Linked DNA regions of Mus musculus: region 1 is linked to region 2. The links are chromatin contacts, called in public Hi-C maps. All regions are on one chromosome and are shown on one strand. The core of a region is the stretch at or near the end of the contact, and the rest is flanking DNA. Distances in the headings are between cores, read along the strand shown.

What was found. A called contact is a pair of places that touch in the nucleus more often than the background predicts.
Region 1: a contact with region 2 is called in a Hi-C map of liver, with 2.7 times the contacts expected there. The contact joins two enhancer-like sites. A contact is called at or near these places in 4 of 39 promoter capture datasets (the SN4741 cell line, Sertoli cells, embryonic stem cells and 1 more), 2 of 15 datasets of contacts at CTCF or cohesin (the NIH/3T3 cell line and large pre-B cells), 4 of 484 Hi-C or Micro-C datasets (bone marrow-derived macrophages, cortical neurons, liver and 1 more), 14 of 115 datasets of contacts at active chromatin or transcription factors (bone marrow-derived macrophages, craniofacial prominence, embryonic basal ganglia and 7 more) and 1 of 9 other capture datasets (embryonic stem cells).

The regions. Positions count from the first base shown.
Region 1 is chr14:62,246,308-62,251,068 of GRCm38.p6, forward strand. No RefSeq gene overlaps it. Among named protein-coding and RNA genes, the nearest start is that of Dleu7, 44 kb to the right of the region's middle. Within about 2 kb of position 2,699, at least 12 of the 459 cell types and tissues checked have an H3K27ac peak or open chromatin away from gene starts, as enhancers often do. A contact at or near this core is called in liver, where this site is marked.
Region 2 is chr14:61,608,715-61,613,507 of GRCm38.p6, forward strand. Kcnrg (potassium channel regulator) reads left to right here. Exons shown (of 2, transcript NM_001039105.3): 2 at 2,938-4,119. The coding sequence ends at 3,172. The region is part of intron 6 of Dleu2 (deleted in lymphocytic leukemia, 2); the gene reads right to left. It also overlaps a transcript of Trim13 not described here. Among named protein-coding and RNA genes, the nearest start is that of Kcnrg, 3.7 kb to the left of the region's middle. Within about 2 kb of position 3,292, at least 8 of the 459 cell types and tissues checked have an H3K27ac peak or open chromatin away from gene starts, as enhancers often do. A contact at or near this core is called in liver, where this site is marked.

The DNA of each region.
Region 1 (4,761 bases), core at 1,449-3,948, 640 kb after region 2:
AAGGCAGTTTATCCTGGTGCTGGGACTTCAGTGCTCAAGTTTACATGGCATGGACTCCAATGACCCCCCACCCCCACCCCGATGCAGACACCTGACTGGAGAAGAGGTTCCAGTGAGAGGAAGAAGCAAGCTTGACCTTGAACTTGGGCTGCCACCATGTTTGCTCTCAGCCAATCATGTATCTTACAAGGAAAGGGAAGGGCTGCATGGACCCCACCCCTGTTCTCTCAGCCAGTCCACCTATGCTTCTCGGAAGACAGCGGTAGAGATAATACGGCAGAGACAAACCAAGATTTCACACGAAAAGAGCGTACACGCCACCGTAGGAGCATGACAAGGCCTGGCTTTGGTTAATATGAAACCGCCCTTCAGAGTGTTGAAACATTAAGACAGCCCATCTTGGAGTTCTAGCTGACAACGGTGTTACAAGTATGTTGTGTTCCTATTAGCTTATCAATAAGCAGTTAGTGCTCCTTAAGTATCTCTCTAGTTGTCTGGAGTCTTAACTCACACTGAGATTGCTTTTAAAGCTCTCTGCAGAACTGAGGTTCAGTACAAAGACTGGAAATGGAAGGGTAGTATGATTACTGTCAGTCACAGCTACTTACTCATTTAACAAACACTGGAGCTAAAATATAGCTGTGGGTTGGCAAGATGGCTCAGCATATAACTACTTGCTACCAAGCCTGAGGACCTGAGTTCTATCCCCAGAAATCACATGGTGGAAGGAGAGAACTAATTCCTATGTGTTGTCCTCTGGCCTCCACACACATAAGCCATAACACACATACTTACATGTAAACATACTTAATAGATAAATGAATTAATTAGTAATAATAAAATATGGGCCAGAGCTAGTTCAGTGGCATGCGTAACCCAGCAGTTTAAAGCACCCCATGCTGAGTCTAACATAGCGAATGCATAGTATTACATAGCTAATGATGACACCATTGGCTGCTATTCACCAGCAGCCACACTCCCTTCTTCTCCATAGGCTAGTTACCAATTCCAGGTTATCTACTCCAGTGGGTGTGGCCTATGATGGCCCTTCCATTTGGCTTGGGACTTCGTTCTGAACAATGGAGTGTGACAGGAAGTGAGGAATGCTGGGACACTCCCAGGCCCATGCTAAACTCCAAAGAGGTCTTATACCCAGCTCTTCTGGTGACATTGAGTTAGATCCGGGGAAAGTCAGGAAGCCCCGGTGGCAGGAAAACAGGTTTGGGAGAGGGAAACAGATTTGCATTATCTGTGTATGAGCAATATACAGAACCCTTTAATGTCGCGCTTTTAACAAAAAGTAGTGAACACACCGCAACACAGCAAACAAAACGTGCTGCAGACAAGGCGCGGGAACGTAAATCGGTCAAAGGTTTAGAAATAGACTTGGTACGGGACAGACTTGAGGGTCTGAAAGCTCTGAGTACGGGCACACCGGATAAAGCTGGTTGTTCCAGGAATGAGTTGGGAGAGCAGAGCTAGATCTTAAATTCAACCAGTGGAAGTCGCTGACATGGGAAAAAGGGGCTCTGAGGGGCGTGGCCTCTGCCTGGAGGCTTCTGTTCAGGCTCCAGCCTGAGCCAGGGTGGGTAGCACAGCTGCTGGGAGGGGTCACATCACAGCCCAAGCAAGCCTACAACACTATCCTATCCTTTCTCTTGGAGCCTGCTGTGGGATCCAAGGAGCCCAGGTAAAACGCTAATGTCTCAGCATGTGCTTTCAAACAAATCAAAGTTGGTTTTGAACTGGGAATGAAAGATAGGAAAAGAGGAAATGGCAATTTCTTGTCATATTTGAAGATGGACTTTCTGTGTTTTGTTAAAACTTGAGTTCAACAGCTATGGCACTCCCTCGGGACTGGAAAGATAGAAAAAGACAAGTTATTATTTATTATTATTATTATTATTATTATTATTATTATTATTAATTATTAATTATTTTAACTCAGTAAAAGAGAAACACTAGAGTCCCTTCGTTTGGAACATGGCATTTCCAGATTGTTAGTCATTCTCTCCAGTACTGAGCTTGCTTCTGTGCCACCTCAGGGGACGACAAAGCATGTGGCCCCACTGCCTCTAAGCGACCCCACCACAATGGACCTCACTCCACATGTTCATTAAATGTCTACTGACCCACCCCCTGCATTAGAATTTGTGCTCAGGGAGACCATGCTAAAGAGAGTTCATGGTCTAGCCACTGACAACAGGGCAAAATTCCAAGAGGCTTTGTAACAGGCAACCACACCAAATGGCCTTGTCAAGGGTCATTTGGAAGGTGACAGACATCAGTCTGCCCAGTTGTGAAACCTTTTACTGATGTTAATAGAAGCATAATGAAAGGGGTGACGGAAACAGTCTATTCCACGCGGAATAACTCTGCACTCACAGTTCCTTCGAAAAAACAGTAGCATGTGCAACACAATATGTATAACTCTCGGGTTACACAGCATCACAAACGTCACTGAAGTTTTCTCCATTTAAAGCTAAACGTGGAGTGCTGAGGGCAGCTTTCTCAAGATCATATTATGCGTTGGCGGTGGGGCCTGCCGCAGGGCCTCGTGGGTGGCAGCCAGGAGCAGGCTGTCCGTACCACCTCACCTTCCAGCCATGCAAGGACTTCCGGGTATGCCAGTTTAGTTGGTCTTGCCCCACCCAGAGGCCGCAGCCAAAGCCAGGCAGTCTTGTTTCTCTGGAGTCCCTGGTCCAAGGTCCTGCTGGTGCTGCCCTGCCTTCCTCACCCTCTAAAGAGAGGCATTGAGTCCTCCCCTCTCTCTCCAGCTGGAGGGCTGAAGTTACAAAGATGTTTTCCCCGCTCTCCATTCCCACTACTCCTCTGGCTTCCCGTTTTGAAGCTCAAAGGCAGAAGCTGCTCAGGTTTACGTCCACCAGTGGTTTTGTTATTTGCATGCCACTTGTCTAGTTTGTTCTCTGTCTTAGCTCCTCCCCAGTAGATTGGACAGGTTAGTGGCTATTTTGCAAGGGAAATTTTATTAACTGTAGTGATTTCTGTGTCTGCAGTCATACTAGCCATTCCCATCCCTAATTACGCCTGCACAGATCGAACTAAGTACAGAGACTTGAAGAGGTTAGGATCTTGTCTAAAAGAGACTCTGTAACCCAGATGTGATTACACAACTGCAGTCCTTGTGACAGGCAGAGCAAAGGGTCACACCAAGTTCAAGGCCAGCCTGGCCTACCTAATACATTCCTGGCCAACTAGGGCTATATAACAAGAGTCTACTAAGAAAAATAATCAATTGATGATTGATTGATTGTTGATTGCTTGGTTGATTGATTAATGATTGGTCAGTTGATTGATTGGAAATGAACTCTAAAATGACTGCTACATATAGTCTTCTTTTGGTACTAGTGTAAAGGGAATTAAAATATTTTCTATGGACACTTTTGACTTGGGGACAATAGTTGAATAATGTTATCCTCAGAAGTTATGGCAACAAGCTTTCTCCTCTTTGCTGGACTTGGAGACTTTTACTACATGATAGCTGTCTGCTGGGCTATCTTCGTTCTCTCTAAGGCAATGGATGGTGTTACAGATGGCCCACTCCTGTGTGGCTGAAACACTGTGTTTCCACTGTTGGATTGTTCGTGTGTGTGTGTGTGTGTGTGTGTGTGTGTGTGCAGCTTATCAACATGTCAAGAGCTCTGAGAGTCAGTAAGAGTAGTTTGGGTGTCTGTTGTTTTGTCTTTGGGGGTTGTTTTAGGTTTAGTTTAGGTTTTTGGTTTTTTCCTGAAGGAGACAGAATGACAGGGGGACAATGAAGGCTCCAGACACAAGGTGTCATTTGGGCCAGGTTTGAAGAATAAATCATGTTTCACCAAGTGGGGAGGATGTCTACCTGGGGTTGACACATTGTGGGGAGTGCACGGGGGAAGTGTGGTGTATGGAAAGTAGAAAGCGTAACAGCACAGGACAGAAGCTAGTGGCATGAAAAGGACAGAGAGGTGGCATCTGGTAGTCACAGCAGGTGGCACTCAGACCCAAGAGCACCATGAAGAGTGCTTAGCCTGTATGACTGCGTGTAAAAAGAAGTTTAAAAACCTTCAAAAGTGTTCAAGGGAAAACTTGAAACCAAGAAAGCACTCCTCTTGCTGTTGGAAAGTTTCCTTGCTTTCAAAAGAGATTAGGAAAAAATGAGGAAAAACAAACAAACAAACAAACAAACCAACCAACCAAAGAGATTAGACACTCTGGACTATGGGTCCCTTCCCATTACGTGTAATTTTAATGTACTAATTGCAACCTACTCTTCTTAAACTGTCCTTGGGTGAAGAAAGGGCATTGAGCATGAAGAACATAGCCACTAGCAGAATCTTTCAAGCAGGGCAAACACACTGTGCATCTCCTGCAAACGAAGCGCTTCAGCAGTGGACAGTAAAGCAGCCAGGCTGAATAAACCACCCAGAGCCTTAAGCGTTTAGTTTGGAAAACACTCCACTCGGTTCTTTGTACTCTCACATCCTTGCATTATGGAAAGTGGGCGTGTGGTTCTTGAGGAGGTGAGGAGAGAGCCATCAATGGTATTGATAACTCTTTGTTTCCTACTGCCTGAGATTCTCCTAATAACCTGATAGATAATTCTGCAGCAAGCAGCCTGGGGCCCTGCAACTCCCTACCTGTGTGAGGTTAGCAGGGAAAAGGCTTAGGAAATGATTGCTAGCAAGCTAAACCGTGGGGGTGACTCAATTTAACATGAATGTTTGGGGAGGCACTACAACTTTCTAGAAATAAGAATTCTGTATT
Region 2 (4,793 bases), core at 2,042-4,541:
CTGTGTGTCATTATTATCAACTGTGAAAACTAGTTTTAACTTTTAGGAGGAAAATAGTTTTCATGCATTCATTATTTAGAGTATTTAAAAGCAAGTCACGTTTGGAAGAGAGACATATTTTAGCCTGTACAGTAGCCATCAGGTAGAAGCCTTCAATGCTTCTTGCACAGCATACTCCTTTGTCTCAGCTACCAACTAGAGGACAGTTGGCAGTGCAACTAAGTGTCTACACTTCCTTATTTCTTGGTCTTCCAAATAAATTATTTCCTTATTTCTTGGTCTCCCAAATAACTCTGTAGACCAGGCTGGTCTGGAACTCAGAAATCCGCCTCCCTCTGCCTGGGATTAAAGGCGTGCGCCACCACGCCCGGTTTGACTCCTAACTTTTTGTTACATGTTTGGAACAGCGCGGACTTATTTTTTTTCAATTCAATCTTAAAAAGACATTAAATTTTCATAACAGATAATTATAAGACCAGAAAAAAATATATATATATATTTTAGATGGGTCTCATAGCCCTGGTTAGCCTTGACTGTCTCATCCTCCTGCATCTGCCTTCTGAGTACTAAGATTATAGACCTCACCCAGCTTGTGGTGGGATTTTTGGTTGTTTTAAGTTTGGAGTTTCTTCTGGTGTTTAATTTACAGAGTGCCAGTTTCAGGCTAGATATAGAATCTATAAAATGACATGAACAAGCCAGGCAGTGGTGGTGCACTCCTTTAATCCCATCACTTGGGAGGCAGAGACATGCGGATTTCTGAGTTCGAGGCCAGCCTGGTCTACAGAGTGAGTTCCAGGACAGCCAGGGCTACACAGAGAAACCCTGTCTCAACACCCCCCTCCCAAAAATGATATGAACATAAATGGTGATTGAGTATATGGCTAGTTGGCAATTACTTATTTTAGCTAGTTTTTGGTCTTAATTTGTCTGTTCAGATGTTTTTAGATGGTGGATATGATAGAATAAGTCTGGCTGGCTTCAATGTGTTTGTAGTTCTCTCTCAGGTTCTTGGTTTGTATCTTTAGATGTCCATCCATGTGACAATATACTTTAGTTCAAGTTATGGCCTCAGGATTCTAGAGTCTCTTCTGTAGCCATTTTCTGATCTCTCCTTTTTTAAACTAGATGAAAAAGCATAGTTGCCCTTAAATTAAAAAAAAAAAAAAAAAGGTGTGGGGGAGAGGCGGGGGGGTGGGGGGGGGGAGGTGTGGTGATGGTGCTTAGTGGGAGAGTCCCTGCCTGGGGTGCACTGCGAGGCCCTGGGCTCTATCTGCAGCACTAGAAATGCAAGCTCACATTCTCCTTTTCTTTAGTTCATCCACTTTTTATATGTATGAAATCCTTTTCAATTTGATCTCAGAGGGAATCAGATACAATAGTTTTAGCTCAATGAGTTATTGTAAGAACATTCTACTTTTTGTAAGTACCTACTACTTGCTATTTGTATCCTAGTACTTTTATGATATTCTGTGACTTTCTGACAAATAATTTAGATCTGAACTTGGAAGATGAAGTGCTTTACTACTGTTAAAATTTTGTACCAAACACAATAAACCTTTCTTGAAATGTGTTTTGTAGCTTGATAATTTTTAGCTGGTTGTTGTTTTCTTTGCCAGTAAAAAGTTTCTGAACTTGGCATCCAGTAGTCACCATTTCAGCCATGCCCTCAGTTCATGACTAGGGCTGTGCTCAAACATTGTTTTACCCCCAAGAAACTATAGAGTGTCTACCTGACACTAACCTAAGCCTCATGTCACAGTTTTAGAACAATGGGAAGTCACAAAAATATCCTTGTTGACAGATATTTTCTGTGCTATAATGCCATCATTAAAGCAAACATGGGTATATGTGCTGACATTGTAGAATACTTAGTGGGTGGGTAAAGGGTTTTGCATTTTCAATCAGATTTTGACTACTATATTTTCTCTTCAATAACAGGTAGCTATTGATGAAAAGATAGCAATAAATTGGAGTCTTAGCATTTTGTACCTTCAAATTTTAACCTGAAAAGGCTGGTTGACAGGAATAAATCTCAACTTACAATGGCAGTACTAATGATTAGAGCTAGTGGAAAATTGTAAAAATACAGTGTTAGTAGAAACAAATCAATTTAGTCAAATTGGGTTAAAGAAAAATGAAAAAACTGGAAATGTGTTACTCTATATTAACAACAACAGCAAAAAAGTTTAATTCTTTGACCAAGTTGACCAATCCCTAAAATAATTTCACTGAAAAGCCAACATTTTCAACTATATTCTTAAATGTAATTGGGATGAGTTGGAAGCATGGTCTCTTTTAATATTCAGTTACTGATTTAAAATTGAAAATGAAGACTCAAAAGAAAATCTGTTTTTAAAAAAAGATCATGAGCCAGGCAAGGTACGATGGCCTAAGTCTTTAATCCTAGCACTTGGGAAGTAGAGGCAGGCAAATCTCTGACTTTGAAGCCAGCATGGGCACGCCTTTAATCCCAGCACTTGGTGAGGCAGAGGTAGACGGATTTCTGAGTTCGAGGCCAGCCTGGTCTACAGAGTGAGTTCCAGGATGGCCAGGGCTACACAGAGAAACCCTGTCTCAAAAAAAACCAAAAAAAAAAAAAAAAAAAAAAAAAAAAGAAGCCAGTATGGTCTATGAAATGAAGTCCACCCTGGGATACAAAGTAAGACTGTATAATAAAAACAAACAAAAACAAGCTGTTGCCAAGCCTGGGGTGCACATCTGTAATACTAGCATTTTGTTTGAGGCAGAAGGATCATGAATTTGAGGCAATCATGGTACACAGTATAACTCTCTCAAACAAAACGAAATTAAAAACAACAACAAAAACAGAAGAGAAAGGTACAATGCCTTTATTTGAGGGTATGAATAATTTCTATGTGTAGTTTTGTTATTAAAGGAATGCTTTGTAATTGATTACTTCTTTGTATGCCTCAGGTACATTTCCATAAAGCCTGATAATCGAAAATTGGCCAACGGAACAAATGTCTTGGGCCTACTGGTGGACACTTTATTAAAGGAAGGCTTTCATCTGGTCAGCACTAGAACACCAGCCTCTGGAGAAAAAAGTGAATGCTATGTCTTTGAAAGGATAACAACCCCTCAAGTCCTTGGGATGAGTAAAACACCCAAATCAGAAACTACCACCATGCCAGCGCCGTCTCAGAAGTGACACTGTTCTTTGGACATTCCATATCGGGGACTGTCTGTCAGATCTGTACTGTGTAACTTTGGGTTCCTCGAGCAGTGCTTAAAGCCACACTGCCTCTTCTCTCAAATCAGCATTGGACTTTGTGCTCTGGCCCTTGCTTCTTTCGCCATGAACTCTCATAGTTTTTAGAAATGGGCCCTGGACTTGGACTGTGTCTAATCCTAGTTTAGTCATTTATTAGCTATGTGACTTAATTGAGACATTTAACATTTCTGTGTTTTAATTTTTATCTATTAACTAGGGACAAAAAAAAAGTAACTCCTCAAAGGAGACAAAGTTCTCATTATGTTGCCCGGCATGTGGTAGGCATTCAGTAACTGTTATTAATGATAATGATCATGGGTCACTTGCTTTCAAACCCATCTCTTCTCCAGGGCCTTGTTTTCTCCCTTGCCTTTTGCTTCTCTGCAGTGTCAGTGCCTTAGCGTTCTATTGTTATAAGAAGACACCTTGACCATGGCGATGTCATGTTCTTATCAGGAAAACATTTAATTGTGGCTGGCTTACAGTTCCAGAGGTTTAGTTCATTATCATCACAGTGGTAAGCATGGCAGTATCCAGATAGACAAGGTGCTGGAAGAGCCAAGAGTTCTACATCTTGATCCTTAGACAACAGAAGGAAACTGTGTCACCCTGAGCATAGCTTGAACATAGGAGACCTCAAAGCCCGCCTCCATAGGGACATGCTTCCTCAAACAAGGCCACACCTCCTAGTAGTCCCTACTCCCTATGGGCCAAGCGTTCAGACACATGAGTCCATTGGGAGCCACACCTATTGAAACCACGAGTCAGTGACTGAACCCTCAGGCATACAAAGCCCTCTATGACTATGATTGTACCCCTCAGCAGATGATCCTTCTGTATAGACACATATTATCATAAAACCAGGTTTCCCTCAAAAAACCAATAAAACAAAAAACAAACAAAAAATCCAAAAACAAAAATCCCCAAACCAGGTTTTCTTCACTTAAAGATAAGTTCTATGAAAAGTTTCTAATACTACTATACATACAGTATTGCGCCAAACTCATCAATCATACAGTGTCTACATCTGGTGGAAAACACTAGAACAATAAAGTACACATAATTTCAGCACTTGGAAGGCAGAGGCAGGTGGATTTCTGAGTTCGAGGCCAGCCTGGTCTACAGAGTGAGTTCCAGGACAGCTAGAGCTACACAGAGAAACCCTGTCTTGAAAAACACAAACAAAACAAAACAAAACAACAACAAAGTACACATAACTTTCTCTTGTGTTTTATTTGTGTTAAACACTAGGATAACACCTAAAAGAGAAAGTACTTCATCAAAAGGCTCCTAGTGCTTGCTTGTAGTTGAGTGAAAAGCTGTTATGTGTATGTACTTCAAAGTATGCAAGTCATTCAAGAACATGTTTTAAATATTTTTCTTAGGTAGGGTTACTCTGGCTACCATGAAACACCATGACCAAAAGCCAAATGGGGAGGAGTTTATTTGGTTTACACTTTTGTGGGGGTCCCTGCAAATACCAGGGCTGGTAGAGAAACCATCCATGTGAGGCGAGAAGGAGATCCAGTTCAGCAGGATTTAGTGAGCCTGTGTTGAT